3 separate regions of the Mus musculus genome follow, and regions 1 and 2 are each linked to region 3. The links are chromatin contacts, called in public HiCAR-type and promoter capture Hi-C maps. All regions are on one chromosome and are shown on one strand. The core of a region is the stretch at or near the end of the contact, and the rest is flanking DNA. Distances in the headings are between cores, read along the strand shown.

Evidence for each region. Promoter capture Hi-C pulls out the DNA fragments that hold promoters and counts their contacts. HiCAR-type assays count read pairs that join an accessible place to other places.
Region 1: a contact with region 3 is called in a HiCAR-type map of astrocytes, with 6 times the contacts expected there. The contact joins the promoter of Pgam5 here to the promoter of Dr1 in region 3. A contact is called at or near these places in 2 of 115 datasets of contacts at active chromatin or transcription factors (astrocytes and large pre-B cells) and 1 of 9 other capture datasets (adipose tissue).
Region 2: a contact with region 3 is called in a promoter capture Hi-C map of liver, with 3 times the contacts expected there. The contact joins the promoter of Fbrsl1 here to the promoter of Dr1 in region 3. A contact is called at or near these places in 2 of 39 promoter capture datasets (liver and pre-B cells).

The regions. Positions count from the first base shown.
Region 1 is chr5:110,268,386-110,272,789 of GRCm38.p6, reverse strand. It overlaps Pgam5 (phosphoglycerate mutase family member 5), which reads left to right and starts at 2,891. Exons shown (of 6, transcript NM_001163538.1): 1 at 2,891-3,138. The coding sequence starts at 2,951.
Region 2 is chr5:110,446,154-110,450,386 of GRCm38.p6, reverse strand. It overlaps Fbrsl1 (fibrosin-like 1), which reads left to right and starts at 1,884. Exons shown (of 19, transcript NM_001142642.1): 1 at 1,884-2,507. The coding sequence starts at 2,220.
Region 3 is chr5:108,267,497-108,272,018 of GRCm38.p6, reverse strand. Dr1 (down-regulator of transcription 1) reads right to left here and starts at 3,122. Exons shown (of 3, transcript NM_026106.4): 1 at 2,210-3,122. The coding sequence starts at 2,429.

The DNA.
Region 1 (4,404 bases), core at 1,642-4,141, 2.0 Mb before region 3:
CATATCCTGCGTCTTCGTCTTCCTCTAAAGTCCTGGACTTACAAGCATGTCTTTACCATGTCTGTCTTCTTTGCTTTAAAGTGGTGTGAATTCATATTTCTGGCATATCCCAGCCCACATCATTTAGCTCATTTCCTACATATTGGTTGACACAACTACGTATAGAGAAAGTCAGAATGTACTTTTCTAGTCTCCTCCACTCAGACATTATCATTGTGTTTACAAGTGGTTATATGAACGGGGAGCTGTTCTGGTAGGTAAGCCGATAATCTTTCCCTCATATTTAGCTCTAGATACTATGGCCAACAGTTCCTTTATTTTTAAAAGATTTCACTTATTTTTGTTTTATGTCTGCTTGAGATTATGTCTGTATACCATGTGTGTCCACTGCCCTTAGAGGCCAGAAGAGGGTTTTGGATCACCTGGAACTGGAGTCACAGACTGGTGCTGGAAATAAACTTGAGACCTCTGGAAGAGCAGCCAGTGCTCTTAACCACCTCTCTATTCTCCCCCAAGTCACCCTCTCTTTTTTGAGACAGGGTCTTATGTATTCCAGGCTAGTCTTGAACTCCAAGGATGCCCTTGAACTTGTGAATCTCCTATTTTCACTTCTCATTTGTTGGGATTACAGATGTGCTCCACTATACCTGATTTAGGCAATACTGAGGATGGGATTCAGGGCTTTGCATAAGCTAAACAAGCTCCCTACCGAATGACCTGTGTACCCAGTCTACCAATATCTATATATAAACCCATAAAGTGGTCCTTACAACTGCACTGTCACACGGTGTCACAATTCTGCATGTACCTCCCGCTTATTCTGTCCATTACGCCTTTTCCCTTACTTTGCAGTGATAAAGAGGAGTGCAGAAACAGAAGCAGTTTCCTGAGATGAAGCAACACATTTATTTGTTTACAAATTTAATGCTCAAAATAGCCACGTAAGCCAGGCTTGGTGGCAAGGGCCTTTCCCCCATCACTCAGGGGACAGAGGCAGGTGGATCTCTATGAGTTTGAGGCCAGTCTGGTCTATACAGCATGCCCCAAGGCATCCAAGTCTACACAGTATGATGGGACCCCCATCTCAGAGGAAGGAAAAAGAAAAAGAAAGAAAGACACAGAAAAGGACACCTAGTTCCAAGAGGACAGACTGTGGGAGTCCAAATAATTTAAGGTACCTAGAATACAAATCAGGGAGACCTACATCCCTGTGGGACAAAGAGGCAGTAAGGAAGCACTGTTAAAGAAGAACTATTCTGTAGCTGGGCGTGGTGTCGCACACCATTGATCCCAGCACTCGGGAGGCAGAGGCAGGCGGATTTCTGAGTTCAAGGCCAGCCTGGTCTACAAAGTGAGTTCCAGGACAGCCAGGGCTACACAGAGAAACCCTGTCTCAAAAAAACAAAACAAAATAAAATAAAAAAAAAAGAACTATACTGTAATTTTGTTACAGATTTTTGTTACACACACCCTATTGATGCTTCCTGTGAAAGATTAAAGCATCTAACAGGTCCTGCTCTGGTGCCTGGCTGAGGTCCTGTCAGGAAAGCAGCCTCTTAAGGACAACTAGCCACACTGCCCTCCTGGCAGCCAGTTTAGATATTGGGGCTCACTGGGCAGACACCTCTGCAGTCATATGGGCCACCAGAACCTCCGTGGAAGACTTGCTCCAGTCATGATCTGTCCAGACAGCCTCCACCGACACTGAGCAAGACAGCATGGTAGTGAACTCTGATGACCTTGCAATCGTCTCATCCAGGCCAGGGGGAGGCTCTCCCTTGGTGGCTCTGCAGAAAACCTGCGATTGATTCAAACGTGCATGAAGGACTGCCAGGATTGGGGCTAAGACCCTTGCCATAACACCCTTTTCTCTTTATATATAAGCCGACTGAAACTCACGTTTCAGTCAGTGTGAAATACAGCCTCTGTATCCTTTTTTTTTTTGGTATGTCAGGCCTTAGAGGGTTTTTGTAAAAAAAATTTAATTTATTTTTATCAATAGTAGGGTAGGCTGAGCTAGGAACACCAAAAGGCTGAGGCTAGAGAGAATAGAGAGCTGAGGTGAAAGAAGGCTGTGGAAAAAACAGATCCTGTTGCTAAGACTTTTAGGGAGCTGTCTAGCCAAAGGACCGCCTTAGCCATTGTGGAAGGCCAAGGGTTCTGAGAATGTCTGAGGTTAGAGGTTCATTCAGGAGCAGTAATATTACCAAATGCCTGCTGCTGTTCATTGTTGCTCAAAGATGAAAATTATAACAGCTGCCAAGTGCTGGGCCGCTTGGTAGTTAAAGCCCAAGCCTGGAGCTGTAAGTCCGTGGGCCTGCCAGTCTAGTCCCTAGGCCTTGGGTACAATGGCCCTGGAAGAGCAGGTGGACACCTTTCCTACACAGAAGGACCCGGTCAATTGGTCAAAAGCAACTAGAGCGGTAAAACTTGGAGGCGCGATGGTAGGTGCCAGGGACTAGGGGTGGGGAATGGAGGGTTGATAGTTGAATGAAGAAGGTTCTTAGGGAAAAAAATGGAAAGAATTCAGGAGGTGAAAGTTGAGAGTATGCATACACTTAAAGATTACAAATGAAAACATAAAAACTTCAAATTGAAGTGCCAAACTTGAGGTTTTTCAATTCATATAAACCCAGTGCCTGCAGGCAGATTTCTGAGTTCGAGGCCAGCCTGGTCTACAGAGTGAGTTCCAGGACAGCCAGGGCTACACTGAGAAACCCTGTCTCGAAAAACCAAAAAAATAAAATAAAATAAATAAATAAACCCCAGTGCCTGATTTCCACCCACTAAAGGGCAGGCATCTGCGCCTGCTACCCTGCGACCACCGGCAGGTGGCGCCCTGGGCCGCGTTTCCTGATTCGTCGGGGGGGGGGGAAGGGGCGGGACTTCCACCAGCCGGAAGCGGAAGTCTGCTCCTGGCGTCCCGCCGTCAGGTCGCGCGATTTGCGGCATGGCTTTCCGGCAGGCGCTTCAGCTGGCGGCCTGTGGTCTGGCCGGTGGCTCGGCCGCTGTTCTCTTCTCGGCGGTCGCGGTAGGGAAGCCGCGAGGTGGCGGGGATGCAGACACGCGCGCGACCGAGCCGCCGGCCTGGACAGGAGCGCGAGCCGGGCGCGGCGTCTGGGACACCAACTGGGACAGGTGCGGGGACGGGAGGTTTGGGCTCGGCCCTGCTTCCTCACCTCCATCCCGGGATGGCGGAGATCGGTGCTCTGAAGGGAAGGGGACGCTGCGTGCTAGTGGGTCTTGAGTTTGTGTGAATCGGTGGCAGTGCCTGGATGGCGCACCTCCCGAAGGTCTTCGCGCCTGGGCCACCCGTCTCTCTGAGGGACCTCTAACCGCCCGGACCCCATACTCGAAGAGTCCTTGTTCAGAGACAGTGCACCAGGTCTTTGTCCCAGGACCACCATCCTCTGTGGGCCTGAAATTCCAAAGGATTAAGTCTTACTCAGAGTCAGGGTCTTGATAGACAGCCAGGTTTGCCTCACAAATTCTCCTCCTGCAGCTTGGGGAAGATTGGGACTGCAAGCATGCTATCCCTTCAGAGGCCAGAGAACCCGTGCGTGAAGTAGAGCCAAGGGTTGGGTTACCCATGGAAGCCGGGTACAGTGGCATGTATAGCGAGTGGCATGCAGCTTTAATCCCAGCACTGGGAGTCAGAGGCAGGCAGAACTCTGAATTCTGGGCTATATAGAAACACCTTGTCTCAAAAAAAAAAAAAAAAAAAAAAGAAAGAAAGAAAAAAGAAATGACCTGATTTTAAATGTTTCATATTTGCTTGCTGTGTCTGCTTACGTGGATGGATTGGTACAGTGGCCTTGTTAGGTGGGGAAGGATGCATGACAGATGGATCAACAAGTGCCGGAAGGGACTAAAAGGGGCATATCCACTTGGTTTCTTTCTGGTATGCCTTCCTCTCTGACAGTCGTCTCCAAATTTTGTCTGGTCCAGCCCCACACACGGCCCTGTAGCTGCAGCAAGACTTTGGCCTGGTCTGTATATGGGACTAACACCCCAGGTTAGCCTGCTCAGATCATGCTTGAGCCGCCACCACCACCCTTTCCAGACCTTCCTCTTCCACCATTGTGTTAATTTGGGCAGCTCTGACTTGTCCTATTCCTGCCTCCTACATTTAACTGAGTAGCTTCAGTTTCTTCGGCTCCTACGTCCACTCCACTAACTACAGTCCTCAACATTGTGATGGCCACTACCCCAGTGACTGCTCAACACTTAAAGTGTGTTTAGTGTGACTTAGAAAAGAGCTCTATTTTTATTTGATTTAAAATTAATTATAGTAATCCCTCTGTATGGTGGGGGATTGGGTCCATGATCCCTGAACATATCAAACTCTGTGGATGTTCATGATAATGAAGTATTTACAGATAACCTAGGCATCTAGCTTATCCT
Region 2 (4,233 bases), core at 635-3,134, 2.2 Mb before region 3:
GGTCTCTGGAGCCCCTGCCTTTCACTGAGGCAATGCATTTGAGAACAAGGGAGAGCTGGTATACTGGCTAGTTTTGTGTCAACTTGACACAGCTGGGGTTATCACAGAGAAAGGAGCTTCAGTTGGGGAAATGCCTCCATGAGATCCAACTGTAAGGCACTTTCTCAATTAGTGATCAAGAGGGAAAGGCCCCTTGTGGGTGGGACCATCCCTGGACTGGTAGTCTTGAGTTCTATAAGAGAGCAGGCTGAGCAAGCCTGAGCAAGCCAGTAAAGAACATCCCTCCATGGCTTCTGCATCAGCTCCTGCTTTCTGACCCGCTTGAGTTCCAGTCCTGACTTCCTTTGGTGATTTAAGTGTAAGCTGAATAAACCCTTTCCTCCCCAACTTGCTTCTTGGTCATGATGTTTGTTCAGGAATAGAAACCCTGACTAAGATAACTGGTAAGCAAGGATACCTTTTATTTCTGTTGAAAACTTCAAAAATCGGGTCTCAGTCGTTGTTCTTGGAGTGGAAAAGGGTTGACCTAGAGTGAAACTCCCCACAAGCTGGGAGTGGGGTGGTCTCAGGAGGAGGTGTCTAAAAGAGAACAGTTAGCAGGAATGAGGAGCTGCCTTGGTTCTGCGTCTTTCCAACAGGGTTCTTTAGCTAGTTAGATGCTAGCTCTGAGTAGTTTTGTAATAAAATCTGGAATGGGAAGAAGAGGGAAGGCTGGCAGGTAGGCTGGCAGGTGTGTTGGTCCCCGTGTTGTTAAGTGAAAGAGCACACTTGTGGATGATAGGCCACGTTCCCAGATGCCCCAAGGGACGTCTTGGCAGAGAGCCTGTGGCCATCTCAGGAGCCAGAAAATGTGCACTTGAGGTCCTGTCCAGGGGCATTCTTCAGTCGTGTCTGCTTCCTTTCAGGGCCTCTGCTGCCCAGATGTAGGCATGGCTCAATGTCACTTTTCACTCAGTGCCCAATGCCCAAGCTGTGACACCTCCCTTCTCTTCATGTCAAATGTTCTCACTGGAGGAATTGCTGAGACTTCGTGCCCAGCTCCAGGGCATCCCAACTGGGGAAGTTGCTGAGGAAACTCACGGTTTTGTCTAGTTTTGTACTTCCTATCGGCGGTCCCCAAGTCCTTGGACTAGTGTAGGCAGGTCTCTAAGGAAAGACTACTTGAGACTGGAGGGTTTGGTTTTCAGGGCGCTACCTAATTTTGCATGGGGACCAGAGTGAAACTGGGCTTGAGGGCTTGCAGGTGGACGATGACGTACGCGCTGCCTCTAGGACTTCAGCACAGTGAGCCCCCAGCACCAACCTACCTACTCTCTCTCACGTGCTTCCACTCAGTTTGCCCCAAGCTACTGTAGGTGCATAGACCCATCACCTCCTACGGGAAGGGCGGAAGGGGAGGCGCTGATCGCCACAAACTCGCTGTAGGTGGCTGGGCAGTACTTGTAGGCGAGCACTAATTGCCTAGTAGGCGTGGTCAACAAGGCGAGGCATGAAGTAGGAGGGATCTGACCATGACTAGGCTCAGCGACCTGCACAGGTGAGCAGGACCGGAAGGCAAGGGCGGGGCTTAAGGAACTGAGAAAGCGTAGACAAGAGAGGTGGAGCCGGGAAGAATGGGGCGTGATCTGACAGGGTCGGGGGGTCGGAATTCTAAAGAGCTGTGCGCAAACGGGTGTGGCCTGTTGCAGGGGCGGAGCAAAGGGAAAGCTTCCCCCCTTTCGGGGGCGGGGCTTAACGTGAAAGGGCGAGGGCCCGCTCAGCGCAGAGCCATTTAGTCCGGAAGGGCGGGGTCAGGGCGGGGCCAGGGTGGGGCGGAGTCGACGGGTCAGCCTCCCCCAGCTGCGCCCGCTTCCTCTGGCACTCCGGCCCGGCGGAAGTGCGTCAGTTGTTATCCGCTCTGGTCGCTGCCACTACTGTGTCTGCCTCACGGTCCCGGTGCTCAGAAGCTCCGCCACCCGCCGCCTTCTGCCGCTGCCCGCCGGTCGCCATGGGCCGTGTCCCTGGGGACCTGGTCTAGGGTCGCCGAGAGACCGCCGCACTCCGATGCGCGGGACCCGGGGTCCTAGCCCGCGCGGCGTCCGGTGCTGAGAGCCCGCGCCCGGCATGCCCGCCCCGGTCCCGAGCCCGCCCCGGCCCCGAGCCCGCGCGGCGCCCTCGCAGCCCGGCGGCACGGCGTAGCAGGCGGTGCGGGGCGCCAAGGTCACCGCCGCGGCGCCGCCATGGAGGCCAAGGTCCGGCCAAGCCGGCGTTCGCGCGCGCAGCGAGATCGCGGCCGGCGTCGGGAAGCCGCCCGGGACGCCCGCGCCCAGAGCCCGTCGTCGGGTGAGGAGCCAGAGCCCAGTCCTGGCAAGGAGAACGCGGGACTCCACGGCGCGCCGCCTCAGCGCCCTACGCCTCTGCGCGCTGCGCGCCCCCCGCGGCGCCGTCGCCGCGAGTCCAGCTCGCAGGAGGAGGAGGTTATTGACGGCTTCGCTATAGCCAGCTTCAGCACCCTGGAGGCCCTGGAGGTAGGTGGGCTGGAAGGCCAGACCCGGGACCAAGGAAACGCATACGTATGCCTCCTGGCCCCGCGCTGCAACCTTGCCAGGAAGAGGACCTGGAGTGAGGGGTGTGTGGGAGGACTTAAACCACGCCACCTAAGCGGGCTTTGCAGCGATCGTTACTTGTTGCCAAGTTATCGCTGCGTCCGGGACCAGCTGGGGATTTGGACATTGTTGGGCCTCGGGGAGGCAGCGACGATAAAATGGACACTTGGGATTCTTCCTGTCCTATGATCTCTTAAGGGTTCTTTGGAGGGAACCGGGAGTCAACTGGCAAACCCTTCTTGGTGATCATTGCATGGGTATAGGTAATAGATTTGCTAAGAATACTACGTGTTTGACTGAGTTGTCGTGCACAGTATTTGCTGAGCAAAGTGTCCTTCCGACCTGAACTCAGGTTAGTAGAAGAGAAGGAAGTGAGAGAAATGGTCAGTGAGTGAGTGAGTAGTCACTGTGTCTCTGGAACTCAAGTGGTTGAAAATGCTGGTCAGGCCTTCAGGGCACTAGCAGAACCTTCAAACCCCTAGCAATGCAGAGATCTCTGTCTGGGTGAAAACTTTGGGGACCACATCTCATCTGCTGGGCTGTGGTCGCAGGGATTACTGCGACCCTATTCACTCTTGCCCTGACTGATACCTGCGATTTCCCAGTTTCAGGCCAAGCTTGAGAAAGGGGAATTGGTCATTGGATATCTAAATGGAGTTTTCCCCAAGTTCATATTCTAACCCTGGGGTCTGCCGGGTCTGTAGAGCTGAGGGTCAGTTGGTGATGGCCACTATGAGTAGCCCTGAGATGGGTTTGTTTGATTCGCATGCAGGGCCGAGTCCCACTTTGTGTTCAGCCCTTGTGTCTTCTGGGGAATATGAGATGAGTTATAGGCCCAAGCCAAAGATCCTAAACTAAGATGATTTTGTGGGGTGTGTTGTATTGTGTCTGGTGCTGATGTGCTAAGAAGACACGAAGGCTTCGGGGTTTCTGCCTTAGTGATGATAATGACACAGCCAGACAGTATGCTAAAGCCCCTACTTTGCAGCCATGGTACCAGAAGTTCCAGATCTGCAATCTCATTTCCTACCTTGCCACACCTGTGTCTGCTAGGCCCAAAAAGAACTCAAAAGAGCCTCCACATCTGTTTAGCCTTCTCCACATTTCTTTTTTTGGCCTCTTTTGGGTCTCAGGCTTTACAGCCTCACCTTAGGTGTTCTGTGTACCTGTGTACTGCTTGGTCCTGTGACACAGTTTTTGGTCTCACCTTCTTCCACACTGTGGAGACTTGACTGGTATTCCTGGGCTTCTGCCCCTCACACTTGTCAATGCGAGGATTGAGCCTGCGGGTTCCCAGTACCCAGAAGGAAACAATCAAGACTCAACATATTAAGGAGTGAATACTTGTGAAGAGAGGAAAGGCCTTTCAGGAAGTCCAGAGCTACTGCCTTAAGGTCACATCACACTGTTGTTAGACCAGCCCATTTGTATCTAAATGGTCAGCTTGTGTTGTATCCAGTTGTATTCTCTGGCCTTTCCCCACCTCTTCTAGGCCACATCTAGAGGGTTGACTTGTACAGTCTCACCAGCTTATCCAGGTTCTGAGAGATTACCCTGCCCCTCCTTACACCTATATAAAAATTTGGTATCTTCATGAGCAGCCTCACCTGAGTTTGGCCTTGGAAAGTACTTGGTTTCTGGACAGATC
Region 3 (4,522 bases), core at 1,873-4,372:
ATATCCTAGAAAAGAATGAGCTTTCCCCCAGGAAGACAGATTGTGTCATTAGATTTTTGGAACAATCACCATTTCTGTGGTTACAAACAAATGTTTAGGCAGATCCTACTGAAATCTGCCATTTTCATTAAAAAGTTGATGCTTGACAAAGGCAGTTCTTCTATTCCTTCATAAAGAGTCAAAGGAAATGCTAGCTATTTGTTAAATATCTTCTCAAAGACTTAAAAACTCAAAAAAAGAAAAACACATTGGCTTCCATTTTTCTTACCACTCAGCAAACCAAACAAGAAGGAAAAAAAAAAAAAAAACCCAGTTTTTTTTGTTTGTTTGTTTTGTTTTTCAAGACAGAGTTACTCTGTATAGCCCTGGCTATCCTGGAACTCACTCTGTAGGCCAGGCTGGCCTCGAACTCAGAAATCCACCTGCCTCTGCCTCCCGAGTGCTGGGATTAAAGGCATGCGCCACCACGCCCAGCTCTAAAAATACCAGTTTTAAGAATTAAGTATGTCGGCTGGAAATATAGCTCTGCAGTGCAGTGCTTACCTAGCACACATAAGTTCAGCACATACACACAAAAGAATCAAATAAGCAACAGGGAACGGTGGTTATATGTCCATAATCCCAGTATTCAAGATACTGCAGGAAGAGACTCTTAAGTTTAAGGCCAGGCTAGGCAACACAGTAGGATCCTATTATCATCTTGCCTTTCCTAACCCTAAAAAAAAAAATTGCTTTTTTTTCTTAGTTATCTACTATGTACTGAAATGGCAGAGTATATGTGTATATAATATGACTATTTATATACATACACACACACACACCATCATGGCTCCACTACCTACTGGGATTGACTTCTGCCATGCTAAGTACTCAGCCTTGAGAGACACCCTCATCACAGCAGGATGTATTTTTAATCTACCATCAGCAGAGGATAAAGGCTCAAAATTAATCAATTGATCTTCTTGTCAATATTGACGGTGTAAAATGGATATGCTCCATACGAATACATGTGCTCTCTATTTGACATTAACAAGAAAGTAAAATTATTTAACACTTAACTTTATAAAAAGGCAATGGTAGAGAACTACCTGCCGAGTATGATTAAATTTGTTCCTTTTAACTTTAAATAAAAGTAATCAAGAAATTGTTCGCATTTCCAATAGATTATTATAAAACAGAAGTGACTGTCTCAAACTGAATGCAACCTTCTCCTAAGAGTTCATGAAAAACCACAGAAAGTACTTCCCAAAATTTGCCAAGAGCACTTTTGTCTCCTTTTCCTGTAACCATCAAAGTCTCCTAGTCTTTTCCAGCATAAGGAAGAAACTGTCGAAACTTTTAGATGTGCTTTTCAATAAAAGATAAATGTATAAACACATCCAAAGGGGACCAGCAGGCGAGAAGGACCGGCAACAGAATGCTGACTAGCGTGTGTCAGGCCCTACGTTCAAGCCCCAGGACTGTCGTTCCCGCCCTGCCCCAGTCATCTTTTACAAATAATCTTCAAAGAACAATCAATAGTTGGAGGGAGTCAAAAAGAAAAAAATGTGGTGCTCGCTTTGGTTACCTGGTGATGACTGTTCCACCTTCTTAGCGATTTTAAAGCAAAAATATACTTCCTTTTTGAAAAGCAATTAACTTTACAACACTTAACACACTCATGTCAATATTTTTTTTTAACTCAATGCTAGGACCCTTGTGCAAGATTGCTAGATGATACACCACTGACCTCCGTCACCAGCCCAAGGGTTTTTCCTACCCCTGTGTTCAAAAATGAATCTTTTCCTCGATACAGGTGAGGGAGAGGTACTCTCTGACTCAACTCATGCTCGAAGTTCTAAAATTTAACTTTCCAAGAGAGAACTTTGAGTTTCCTTTCTCAGTTGTTATTATCCACGTTTAGCTGTGGGCAGTCAATTCTTGTTGTTTTAAGACCTGATTGGAAACTGTACTAGTGAGGGGTTGCGGATGTCTGTTGACCCTAATGTCTGCACTCCTTATTTGCACTAGCCGGATGAAAACAATGTCAGAAGAATGCTACATAGGTGTTTTCTTAAGGTACAAGCTGTCTCTATGCCGTTTTGACTTTTCATTAACTGTGCTTACTAGTGAAGTGGAATGAAGGCTCTGTGACGCCAAGTGGTTACTCTATTAGCTTGACTGTTCCCCTGATCCTTCATCGAAACCAAATCCCACACAAATCGCTTACCTTGTATAACATGCTCTGGTGAAATTGTCTTCTTTTCTGACTTGTTACAAATCTCGTTGGCTTCAGAAGATATAAGGTGAATGAATTCCGTGCAGCAGTTCACTACCAGCTCTCGGGCATCGTTGGCCACCCGGACATTAGGAAGAGTCTCTTTGATCATCTTATTTATAGCAGCTCTGGGGATAGTGAGATCATCGTCGTTGCCAGACGAGGAAGCCATCGTATCTTCCTGTCTTTCAAGCCCCAACTTTTAAACTCCTCGCCTCTGGTCCACCACTCCACGAAGATTTCTCAACAGGCTGTCCCTGGAGAGGGATGTTGGGGTCCGGGAAGCTCAGAGAAGAGAGTGCAGAAACCAGGAAGGAGGGCTGGAGGGCAGGGAACACCCACTGTGTGAGAGATTTTAGTGGGAATATGAAGGAAAGGTCAGGGGGCTGAGGGTTCTAGGGACACCACTCCCAGGGCTGGAGAACCACCCTGCGTGTCGCCTCAAACGGACTGGCGCTGTCGTCTAACCGAACCTAAACGGCACGGGAGCGCACGCAAGACAGAGGAATACCCGCCCGGCCGCGGTCCCGGGCGGACACTGAGCAGGGTCAGCTCTACAGAGCCGGAGCCCCCGAGGACGCCGCCACCAGCAGCGGTTGCAGCCGCCTCGGCCAAACCATCCTTCAGGCACCCGCGCCGCCGCCTCACAACATGTCTGCCGAAGCCGCAGCTGAGCGCACGCCGGCTGCCTGGGAAACCAAGTGGACCGGGCCGAACACTGCGGGAGCCGCAGCGGCCAAGCGTGTGGCCGAGAGCAGGCTGTGCGAGCAGGAGCGGCGCTAACGGTGGTCTCTCTACGGGCCGGGGAAGGAGGTTTGCCGCAAGCTGATCCCGGCACGCTTTGCGCCACCGGAAGTCGAACTCCCCAGGTCCCACCCGCCCTCCTCGATGGATTTCCGTGTGCACGCCCCGCCCCTACCCCCTCCCGGACGGGCGGGAGCCGCGGGGCTTGGCAGCCCGCAGCTTCCGCCTGCCGCTCCCCCACGCACGGCGACCCGGCGTCTCCTCCGTCGGGCCCTGGAGCTCGCTTGCTCTGCGGGCAGAAGGGCCCGCGGAGGGCCACGTGGCAGGGGAGCCCTGGTCCTTACTAAAGAACTTCCTTTTCCTATCTCCTTAGCTGTCGGGATTAGGGCGCGGAGTGAAAAGAGCAGAGTGGGGAGGACAGGCCTTTACAACTACTTCACAGCATTCAGATCAGAGCTCCCTGTTCTCATTTGTGAGAAAGAAATGAAGCCTTCAAAGAAGTGGCTGTCCTCGGTACCACAAGTGGCTAAGTCAGGAAACTGGTAGTCTGATCTAAAGTAATGAAAATGTTTGGCATACCATGAGCTATGGCCCTCTGCATACTTGCTTTTGAAAGGAAGACAAGAAAAAAAAAAGGTTTATCTTATGAGAGTCCGATATCTGCTTCGTTCCAAGTGATTACTAATAACTAGTGCCACGTTCATCACAGAAATCACTTTTTTTTTTTTTTAAGATAAGCTCAGCTGGGCGACAGTGGCTCACGCCTTTAATCCCAGCACTTAGGACACGACACTCAGGCAGGCAAATCAAGTTCCAGGACAGCCAGGGCAATACAGAAAAAACCTGTCTCAACACACGCAAATCCTCACATACTGTCACATTAATTAATAGTGGAAAGTTGTAACTTTTGAAAGGACTAAGCCAGTTAAATCTACGTGCACAGTTTAGTTCATCGTGTTCTTTGTTGATAGACTGGCAGCTGGACTGTGGCAATGCTTTAAGATGTCTGGTTTCCAGGAGACTATCATTGTCAACCATCCCCTCCTACCCACCTTACTAGATGCAGCTTCAGCACTGAGCTAGAACACCAGCCTTGAGTTAATTTTTTCATTCAACATTTTCTCCAAAATGCTTGCTGGGAACTAAATATTCTTCATTATATCAGTGCTAGTAAGTTCAATCTTTGATTATAAAGAACAAGTTTCTTCTTCAAAATAAGTAAATTTTGGTTCAGATGTATAAAGACCTAGATAAAATATTAAAATCTAGATGGAATGTTAAGTCCTAGGTAACTGTTACCTGGTTAGCCTGCCATTTTGTGCTATTACTATATTATAAGCAAACTTTCTCATATGGGAGTCATGTCTACAGAGTGCTTCTGAGTTCTCCCAAGCCACTGTCTAAATTGTTTATACCTGCAACCCCAGCTTTTCTTTATTTTATTTTATTTTATTTTATTTTTGCTTTTTGAGACATGGTTTCTCTGTGTACCCCTGGCTGTCCCGGAACTCTATAAACCAG